Regions from separate parts of the Mus musculus genome. Here region 1 is linked to region 2. A link is a contact called in public promoter capture Hi-C data. All regions are on one chromosome and are shown on one strand. The core of a region is the stretch at or near the end of the contact, and the rest is flanking DNA. Distances in the headings are between cores, read along the strand shown. Region 1 holds the start of Serpina1a (serine (or cysteine) peptidase inhibitor, clade A, member 1A). Region 2 holds the start of Serpina6 (serine (or cysteine) peptidase inhibitor, clade A, member 6).

Region 1 (4,251 bases), core at 1,334-3,833, 210 kb before region 2:
GACACTTCTATGGAACAAGTGTCTTTCTGAACAGACACCCCTGGAACCCCTAAACTAAGGGTGGTAAGGTTGTAATAAAGAAGAGAGACCACGGAAATCACAGCATTGGATAGCTTTGCTTGTCTTAGGACTTCATTTCTGTCTGCCATCTTTGAAGAGACTGTAATGTTCTCAGCTGTCTAGGTCTTTTTGTTTAGCAGTGTGAGAATGACTTTTCATCCTCTAGGGAAGTGCAAGGTTACCACTGAGCCTTCTGTTTTTAGTCTAAGGAAGACTCCCTTACAGGAAACATCCCCACTTGCTCTCTTGCTGCCTTTGTGACCCTTCACCTTTGACTTTTAACTTGTTTGGAATGCGCTTGTGGGTGCAGCTGGCAGTCCATGAGTTTCATAGATCAGGAGTCCATGTTTCTCTCCCAGGCCAGTACAGTGGGTGGCATCCAGTATTGCTTGGGACAGGAAGGGTTAGTCTAAATGTGCTCCTAGCACAGGGCAAGGCCCCTTGCTGCCCTAGCTCTACCCCTCACAGAATTATAGCTGCCACCTAAAGCTGATCTCCTCCCTGGAGACAGACACTGGAGACTCTTAGCAGACTGGCTCCCTGACACCCTCGGGAGTCAAGAATCTGATCCTGAGGAAGAGTGGGAATCAGCACCCACCAGAGGTGCAGGAGGCGTGGCTACCCGGGATCTGGCCAGGATACTCAGGTACAGTGCTGGGATGTCCCACTTGCCTGCAGGCTACTGCCTGCCTGAGGGGCCAGTGTTTGCAGGGGCACAATAGAGACTACCTCTACCTGGTGTGGTCCATCTAGTGCAAAGCTATGGGGGGCAGCTGGGTCACAGGAATGGCCATTATATGGATGGGGAAACAGAGGCTCAGAGATGGGAGAACATGCTCTGGGTGTGCAGATAGCATTGCACCACAACCGCAGTCTGGTTCCCCAAACTCGGAGTAGTTGTAAAATAGATACCCCACCCACAAGGGACCAGAAGGAAGGCAGGTGCTGGGGGAAAGGAACAGGAAGTGTGGGAGGGAGAGCTGAGCTGTTTCCTGTGAGGGAGGCATACCTCCACTGGCTCCCCAGATATACAGAGGGTACTGAGTGACATAATGTGGGTGGGGAGCACAGAATGCAACCCACCCTATAACTCCACCCCTACCCAGTGGGACAAATGAGCCCCAGTATTGATAAGAGCATCACCCCAAATAGCTGTCTGGATACCTTGAGCCCTAGGCTCCGAGTTTCCCTTGCTGTATGTAGTTCTTGCAGCAGCTTTGTGCCATCATAATCTGCATCTTAGAGGTGGAGACAGGGAGGCACCAGGAGGTGAAAATGTTTGTCTGATGGGTTGAGGTCTAACCTCAGGTGCTGTAGGATCCTGTGGAACATCTATTAGGCTGAATCCTAAGGTGGATCACAGGGGAGCCAGTGACTGGCAGAAGGTGGAAATGTGACCATCACTTATCCACCTCATTCTTGCTGTGCCCGGCCAAGGGCCAGGACAGCAGGAGAGCTGGAACCATGGGAGAGTGGGGGTTGTGGGGGTGGGAATGTGAACTCACCACCGGTGCCCATCACAGGGCTCATGGGATATGATCGAGATTTTGAAGAGGATCAGAGTACAGAGCCCATTCGCCTCAACCCTGACCTCCTCCAACCAAACCAGACAGACCTTCAAGAGCTGTGACCACCCTCTCCGTGTCCTGGAGCAGAGAGACTGCTCCTTCCTAGTCTCCCCATCCCTAAGGAAAGTCCCCATCTAGAAGTAAAGTCCCCATATCAGCTTCCCGGAATCAATGTGGAACAGGCCCAGCTCAGATGAGGGGAGGGTGGGAGATGGGAAGGCTGAAAAGAACTTCTTAGACTTAGACAAACAACTTACAATGTGCATGTTTTACTCAAGCTTCCTGTACCCTTAGCAACCATGATGGGTACCAATCTGCCATTTTGGAAATGTCTCTGGTTCAGAGAGGTCAATTGATCTAAGGGCAGCCCAGCTCTTCCTTACAGAGCTACTCTCTGCCCCCTAGCCTGTCCCCCTGGCCACTGTGCACCAGCCTGTCAGGAATTTCCTGTCAGTCAGAGTCCATTCTCCTGCACAGGAAACAAAGAATTCATATCTACACTTGCAAGGAGCAATCTCTTTGTTTTGGTCCTGTGTCTCCATTTGTCAGGTGGGCACATAACCTACTCTGAGCCCCTGGTGGAGGCAGTGAATCTTCAGCCCCAGGCATCTGAAAGCAGATGGCTCAGTAAATATTGACTTTGCTTACATGCAAGCAACCCAAGCATTCCCCAGGATAGTGCAGGACCAGCCAGCCATGTTGTGTCTTCCTAGAGGCAATGTGACTCAGGACACCAGACGCACTTTGGACACAGGATGTTGTGTTTGTTGTGTTTATGAGGGATGGGTGTTCTGACTGCTTTGCTTAGGACTCCTTTGGTTTAGGCGCAGAGAGAGCTGAGCTCTGTCCCGAACAGTGTGGGTGGTACCTCAGTGCCCACTCGATGGACTTAGCCCCTCTCTGTTTGCTCTACCAATAACTGTGGTGACATTGGTTAATATTCACTAGCAAACCCCCCCATATCCCCCTTGGCTCCCATTGCTTAAATACAGACTAGGACAGGGCTCTGTCTCCTCAGCCTCGGTCACCACCCAGCTCTGGGACAGCAAGCTGTGAGTATAATTTTCCCTAAGGAAATATTGGAGGGGCCCCTGAGTCTCTGCACTTCCCAAGCAGGCAGCCTGTCTGGGAGCAGGATAAAGTTAATTGTGCCTGTGGCACCTAGGTCTCTTGTTGCCATGGGAACATCAATCCCTAAGCTCCCTTCTTGAACCTCACTGCCCAGTAGATAGCTAGTATCTTCAGGTGAGAGGAGACAAAGACGTGGAGGGGCCAAGGTGCAGCCACAGGCATTTCCATGTAGACAGTGCACACCCTTTGCTGGCCTTTCTTGTATGCCCTTTTCCAGCCCTGCTCCTACCCCCTGCATCGTGGATAAGCAAGGTAAGATTAGAAGGACAGTGGGAGCTGTGGCACTCCAGCTATACCCGAGATGCACATACTAGGACCTCAGCCTGTTGTTCACGGTGGCTGTTTCAAGCATAGTGGCCTGTGAGATCTGTGTGTGTGCATGTGTGTGTGTGTGTGTGAGAGAGAGAGAGAGAGGGAGAGAGAGAGAGAGAGAGAGAGAGAGAGAGAGAGAGAGAGAGAGAGAGAGAGAGGGAGAGAGAGAGAAGAGAGAGGAGAGAGGAGAGAGAGAAAGAGAGACTTGGCTTGAGAAAACTTTCTGAGTGAGTGTGCTAAGGTGTCCCATCTCTAAACAAAGCACTCATGTAATATTTTAGCTCCATAGCCCCTCAAAGAGGAGGTTACTGGCTTATTCCCATTTTACAGATGAGGAGATGAGGATAATAGTTTGTCCCAATCATACATAGCCTACCATTCAAACTGAGGCAGCTTCTCCACTCTTCAGGCTCCTGATTTTGCTAACTGAGACATCTTCCCCTCTGGGCTGTAGCCTTGGATAGCTTCTAACCTCGCTGCTCTATTAGGCAGAAGAGCTTCACCCCCTCCCTCTGGCCAGCCTTGCTCTATGGAGATTGGTTTGGTTTATCATCCTGCTGTTTTGTAATGTAAGCAAGAGCGAGGCGGCCAGGTTCAGAGGATACAAATATCCTGAAAAAGCCAGAGGCTAATGAGGGGTGCTTCTGGGAGCTCTGCACACTGGCTCTCTGAACCACTCACTTGATCTTCCTCAGGTAACTGACGTTCCAAAAGTTAGAGGTGTAGGGTCACAGAGAGGAGCAGCAATCCAGCCTTAGACCTGTCATTTTAGCACTAGTATAGAGTGGAGCCCGAGTAGCCACCTCTGCTATCTATTTCAAGTGTTCTGGCTTCAATTTGTACATAGAAAAGGGCTAGAACCTAGAACTAAACTGTGTGAGACTGAACACCAGCTCTTTTCCAGCTGGTTCTTTGGGGTTGAGAATGTGGCTTAGCCTGTCTGGACCTCAGTTTTTCTCCCTATAAAATAGAACTAATGTGAAGAGAAAGTTAGATGAACTGGGTATAAAACACATTTTGTGAGCATGTCCAAAAGGACTGCAGTTATTGCTTGTGTTTGCACAGTACATGACTGCTATCGATAGGGCGGTGCAAATGGGGGTGATGGGACATGCACCTGACCCAGGGCTGGCATTGCCTAGCAGGAGACCATTGTCTATGCTAGTTAATTGTGACTTTG
Region 2 (4,192 bases), core at 1,346-3,845:
AGAGCAAAGCTGAACTTGAGGTATGAAGGGAGAAGGAAGACAAAGGTAACTGAATAGACTCGGGCCCCCTCAGTAGGAAAGCTATGGAAACTAAAGCCAAAATAAGTGGCCTGCTCATGATAATGAGGGCTGATGGGGACTTGAGGAGGACCTGGTTCAGCAACCCAAGAGTAAGGATAGGTGGCCCCAAGTGTCTATGACCAACAGGAAAGGACATAGGTGACCCAAAAGAGAGGTTCTAGTGTCAGTAACACCCCAACCCATGTTCAATATTCTCAATTCAGGATTTAAGAGAAGCATTGGAAACCCCCTGAAGAGAACACCCAGCCTCCCTTTGTCACCCACACACTGACCAATGGCACTGGTTGACATCTGTATTTACCAACATAGCTCATGACTCCTTGAGTAAATAGCCTGGTCGGGGAAGGCCAGCCAAAAGACTTCTCTGAAAACTGATCACTGTAGTCTTTGGCTTGGCATGATCTTGCCCGTGCCAGGCAAGACCTGTGCCCAGTTTTTCTGAACATGAGATTCCAAAGAGCACTGCTGTTGTGATTTTCCTTTAGGAAAAGCCCCACTGTGACAGACCCAAGAAAAGATTCCAAGCAAGTCTCACTTAGTGAACTAGTAAGGTTACTGGGCCTTACTAGCATGCATGGTGGGCCACAAAAAAGACTCCTGGCAGCTCCTGACATGACTTGCAGGGTACTCAGCCTGTAGAAGAGTCTCCTTCTACCCAGTAATTGTTACCAGTTATTTAACCTTGAGGAGGGGCCTTGTGAACCTAGTAACTTTCAGGAGTTTCCTGAGTGCTATGAGTTCTCTGTTGACTTCCCAAGTCTTTCATGATTCTCTCCACCTGGCTGACCCTCACATCATCCATACTGGTACTGGCTTTAGAGATATGGAGAGTACAAGAGTTGCAGGTTCATTTAGGCATCCACACACATTTTTATGGAAGGCCAGGGAGCTGAACTGCATGCAGTAGGAGCAAATCCCCCCCAAGAGAGCCCCTGGATGAGTAATAATGTCATGAACTGTGGATGTAGCATTTGAGCACCAGTGGATATCCCAGGATGTGGAAGATACCAGGAATGGGGGATATCTGCTAAGAAAAGCTATAGGAAATGAACAAAGTCCACCCAGGAGGCAGTCTATGTGGGCTGCTAACACCAGCCTGTGGAAGCCGGGTGGCTCAGACCTGTTGGAGTGCACACCATGATAACTAACACACACCTGACTCTGCTTTCCCAGTGCTGGAATTAAAGGAGCATACCAGTACACTCAGCTAGCTATGAAAAATATTTATTCTACAAATCAAGATGAGACAAATCTTTGGCAATAATGTCCAAAATTGGCTTACAAACTAGAAATCTTGAAAGGGGCAACAATTATTAACAAAACTGGACTGCCCAAACTTCGAGGCATGACCTCTAACCTTCCTTATTTCCCATGGGAGCAGCGCCCTTCATCCTTTTTTGGAAGTGATGCTGCTGTCAATCAAGCACAGGGCTCTGGGCTCGGCTTGGGGCTTGGGGCTTGGGGCTCGGGGCTGTAGGCTCAGGGTTTGGGACACAGAGCTCTGCACTTGAGGCCCCAGGGCTCAGGGTTCGTGGTGGGTATTCACAGAGGCACATTCCCTTGGACCGTGTGGTTGGTGCAGGGACAGACAAATACTTCTGTCCACAGTCCTCTGAGGGGCTGAAAGAAACTGTGAGGCCATACATACGTACGTACGTACATACATACATACACACATTAATTTTCCCTTTGCTTTTAGCCTGTGAGATCCACGAGATCGCACCAACTAAGGCTCTGGCAGGCTCTTTCTCCCCACTGCAACAGAAGTACTATGGAATGAGAGGAGAAGAAGGAGAAGAAAGATAGTGACTGACTGGAGACCCTGCAGCCTTTCCACTCCTTGGAAGTCCTAGTTATAAAGGAAAACAAAGAAACACAAATAGTATTTCTTTGATGTGTGCCTCCTGCGACAAAAGTGATCTGGAGAGTAAACGCACGGGTGAGAGTAAGAGAGCTGGACTTCAGGAGGGAATTGGCTGCAGGGCAGTTCATTCCATCTCCAGCCCTTCTCAGTTTCCTTCTTTAAAGAAGAGACATTGCTAAGGTACAGAGCTCAGTGGCAGAGCCCTTGACCAGCATGCATAAGGTCTTGGGTTCAACCCCGGTGACAACAGAAAACTTCAATTAAAAGCACAACTAGGTCAAGACAATCTCATAAAGAAGGGAGATCGTAGCAGTCTGTTCAGTGAATCATTGGGAGGCCTGAGATAACCCAGGGAAAGACCTTGGACAGTCACACATTCATTCATACATCTCTGTTTCCCCTACCCTTGCCTGATTCTTCCCCTCCTGGTGCCAAGGCACCTGGCTCCTCACAGAGTCCATGCCATGGCGCTTATCAATGACACCAATGAGTCCCCTGCCAGATGGCACAGGGCAACCATGAACCCTGACGCAACTCTAGCCACACTTTGATATTAAAAATAAAACTTCAGGGGACAGCATGCAATGTCGAGCTGATTTGCAGAATTGCTGTGTTTACCCTTACTTTCTATAAAGCTTCCCATTGGTTGATGCTTGGGGGGTGGGGGCCACCAAATGGTGAAGGCCACTGCCCCCCTCCTCTAACCATTAACCAGCAAGACACCAGCAAACAAGATTTAGTGGGGAGTCTCCCCGAAGCCTTACTGTACGTGTGCTAGGATTCCAGACAGCAAAGCAGAGCCAGAAGGAACAGCTGGAGCCCACAGCAGACGTGAGTCACCCCTGACAGTACTCTGTGCCTCTTGCTCCTACCAGGGTCCCTGACTCTATATCTGCTGCACTCCAGAACACAGCAGTGCCTGCTTGCTTGAGATTTTTAATAGATGAACATGAGGGTAGCTAGCTGTGTCATGAGGCGACCATGTGGAATACTTCTTCGATCCCATAGTCTGTGGTTCAGCCACTTGGTTTTGATTTCCCTTCAGCTTCTTACATTGCAGGAGGCTGTCACTGAGAGCTGGGTTTATGCTTTATTGCTACCTGTTGCCTGGTGCCTTAGCATCCAGGAATGAGAAGGAATCTCAGAGCTGAGATGGATTAGTGCCAGGCAGCACTATTGAGTAGGGTTGTAGTGCACAGGTGGTATATGCAGGGACCCTCTAAAGAGTGCCCACACCCCATGCCATAGTAACTCAGTAATGTGTAGTGGGGGGTGATACAGCTGGAGGGAGAATGACCTGCTTCTCTGTGCATCACACCACGTGCTATGATGCCTAAATCCCCGCCTGATCCAAGGCACTTCAGAGAGGCGTGGCAAGGAAGATATTACTAGGAAGAAACACATGACCTTAGTCTTTTTTGTAGGCTGGCCTTAAAGAGCCACCTTGCTGGCCACGTGGTTTTCAGTAGAGAAAGCAAGAGGTGTGACTCTGAAGGTGCACACCCCGACCTACACGGAAGCTCTACATCACCTAGCTCTGGTGTCCCATCTCTACAATGAGGTGCAGGATGCCTCGTGAAGTGAGTGTGCATAATCATGCACTGATGACAGCCACACCAGGCATTCACAACCGTCTTCTGAGGCAGGAGGATTTACTCTCCAGCCTGTAGGTTTGATACAGGGAGAATGAGGCACACAGTTGCACCCAGAAACAGCAGGAAGAGAAAGAAGGCCAAGCCAACTGTTGACTGGGGTATTCCTTCCCCAAGGGGGATTCATAGACAGGTATAGCCCGGTGCTGAAACCAAGATGAAACCAACAAGGCCGGTGGCAGAGAGAAGGGGAGAAGAAAAGCTTCCTGGAGGCAGTAACCAAGCACCTGAATCTCAAAGGCCAAGAGGGAATGAGACAGGGGAGAAAAGGAAGGGGTGGGCCTAGAGGGGAGCCCCATGGGGCAGTCAGAGGAGGGCCATCTTTATCTCCAGGTCTCAGGCCAGGACAGAGCTCAGCAAACACTAAGGGACTGTAGTGGCCTGCCATGCCTTGCCTGCCCTGCCCTGCCCTGTCCTGCCCTAACCTCTAACCTGGCTTGCAACAGAGTAAGAATGTAGTGTGCAGGGGTGGAGGAGGGAGACCTGTGATACTCAGCCATGCTGCAGCCAGATGGTGATCAGTCCAACATAAGAAGGACTGGGTCCTGAGGAACTCTAGCCCCCAGCATCAGTGTGGGTGAGTCTCGCAGGGCCG

What was found. Promoter capture Hi-C pulls out the DNA fragments that hold promoters and counts their contacts.
Region 1: a contact with region 2 is called in a promoter capture Hi-C map of liver, with 4 times the contacts expected there. The contact joins the promoter of Serpina1a here to the promoter of Serpina6 in region 2. A contact is called at or near these places in 2 of 39 promoter capture datasets (both in liver), 1 of 115 datasets of contacts at active chromatin or transcription factors (fetal liver) and 2 of 9 other capture datasets (adipose tissue and liver).

The regions. Positions count from the first base shown.
Region 1 is chr12:103,861,951-103,866,201 of GRCm38.p6, reverse strand. It overlaps Serpina1a (serine (or cysteine) peptidase inhibitor, clade A, member 1A), which reads left to right and starts at 2,583. Exons shown (of 5, transcript NM_009243.4): 1 at 2,583-2,680.
Region 2 is chr12:103,655,621-103,659,812 of GRCm38.p6, reverse strand. It overlaps Serpina6 (serine (or cysteine) peptidase inhibitor, clade A, member 6), which reads left to right and starts at 2,595. Exons shown (of 5, transcript NM_007618.3): 1 at 2,595-2,776.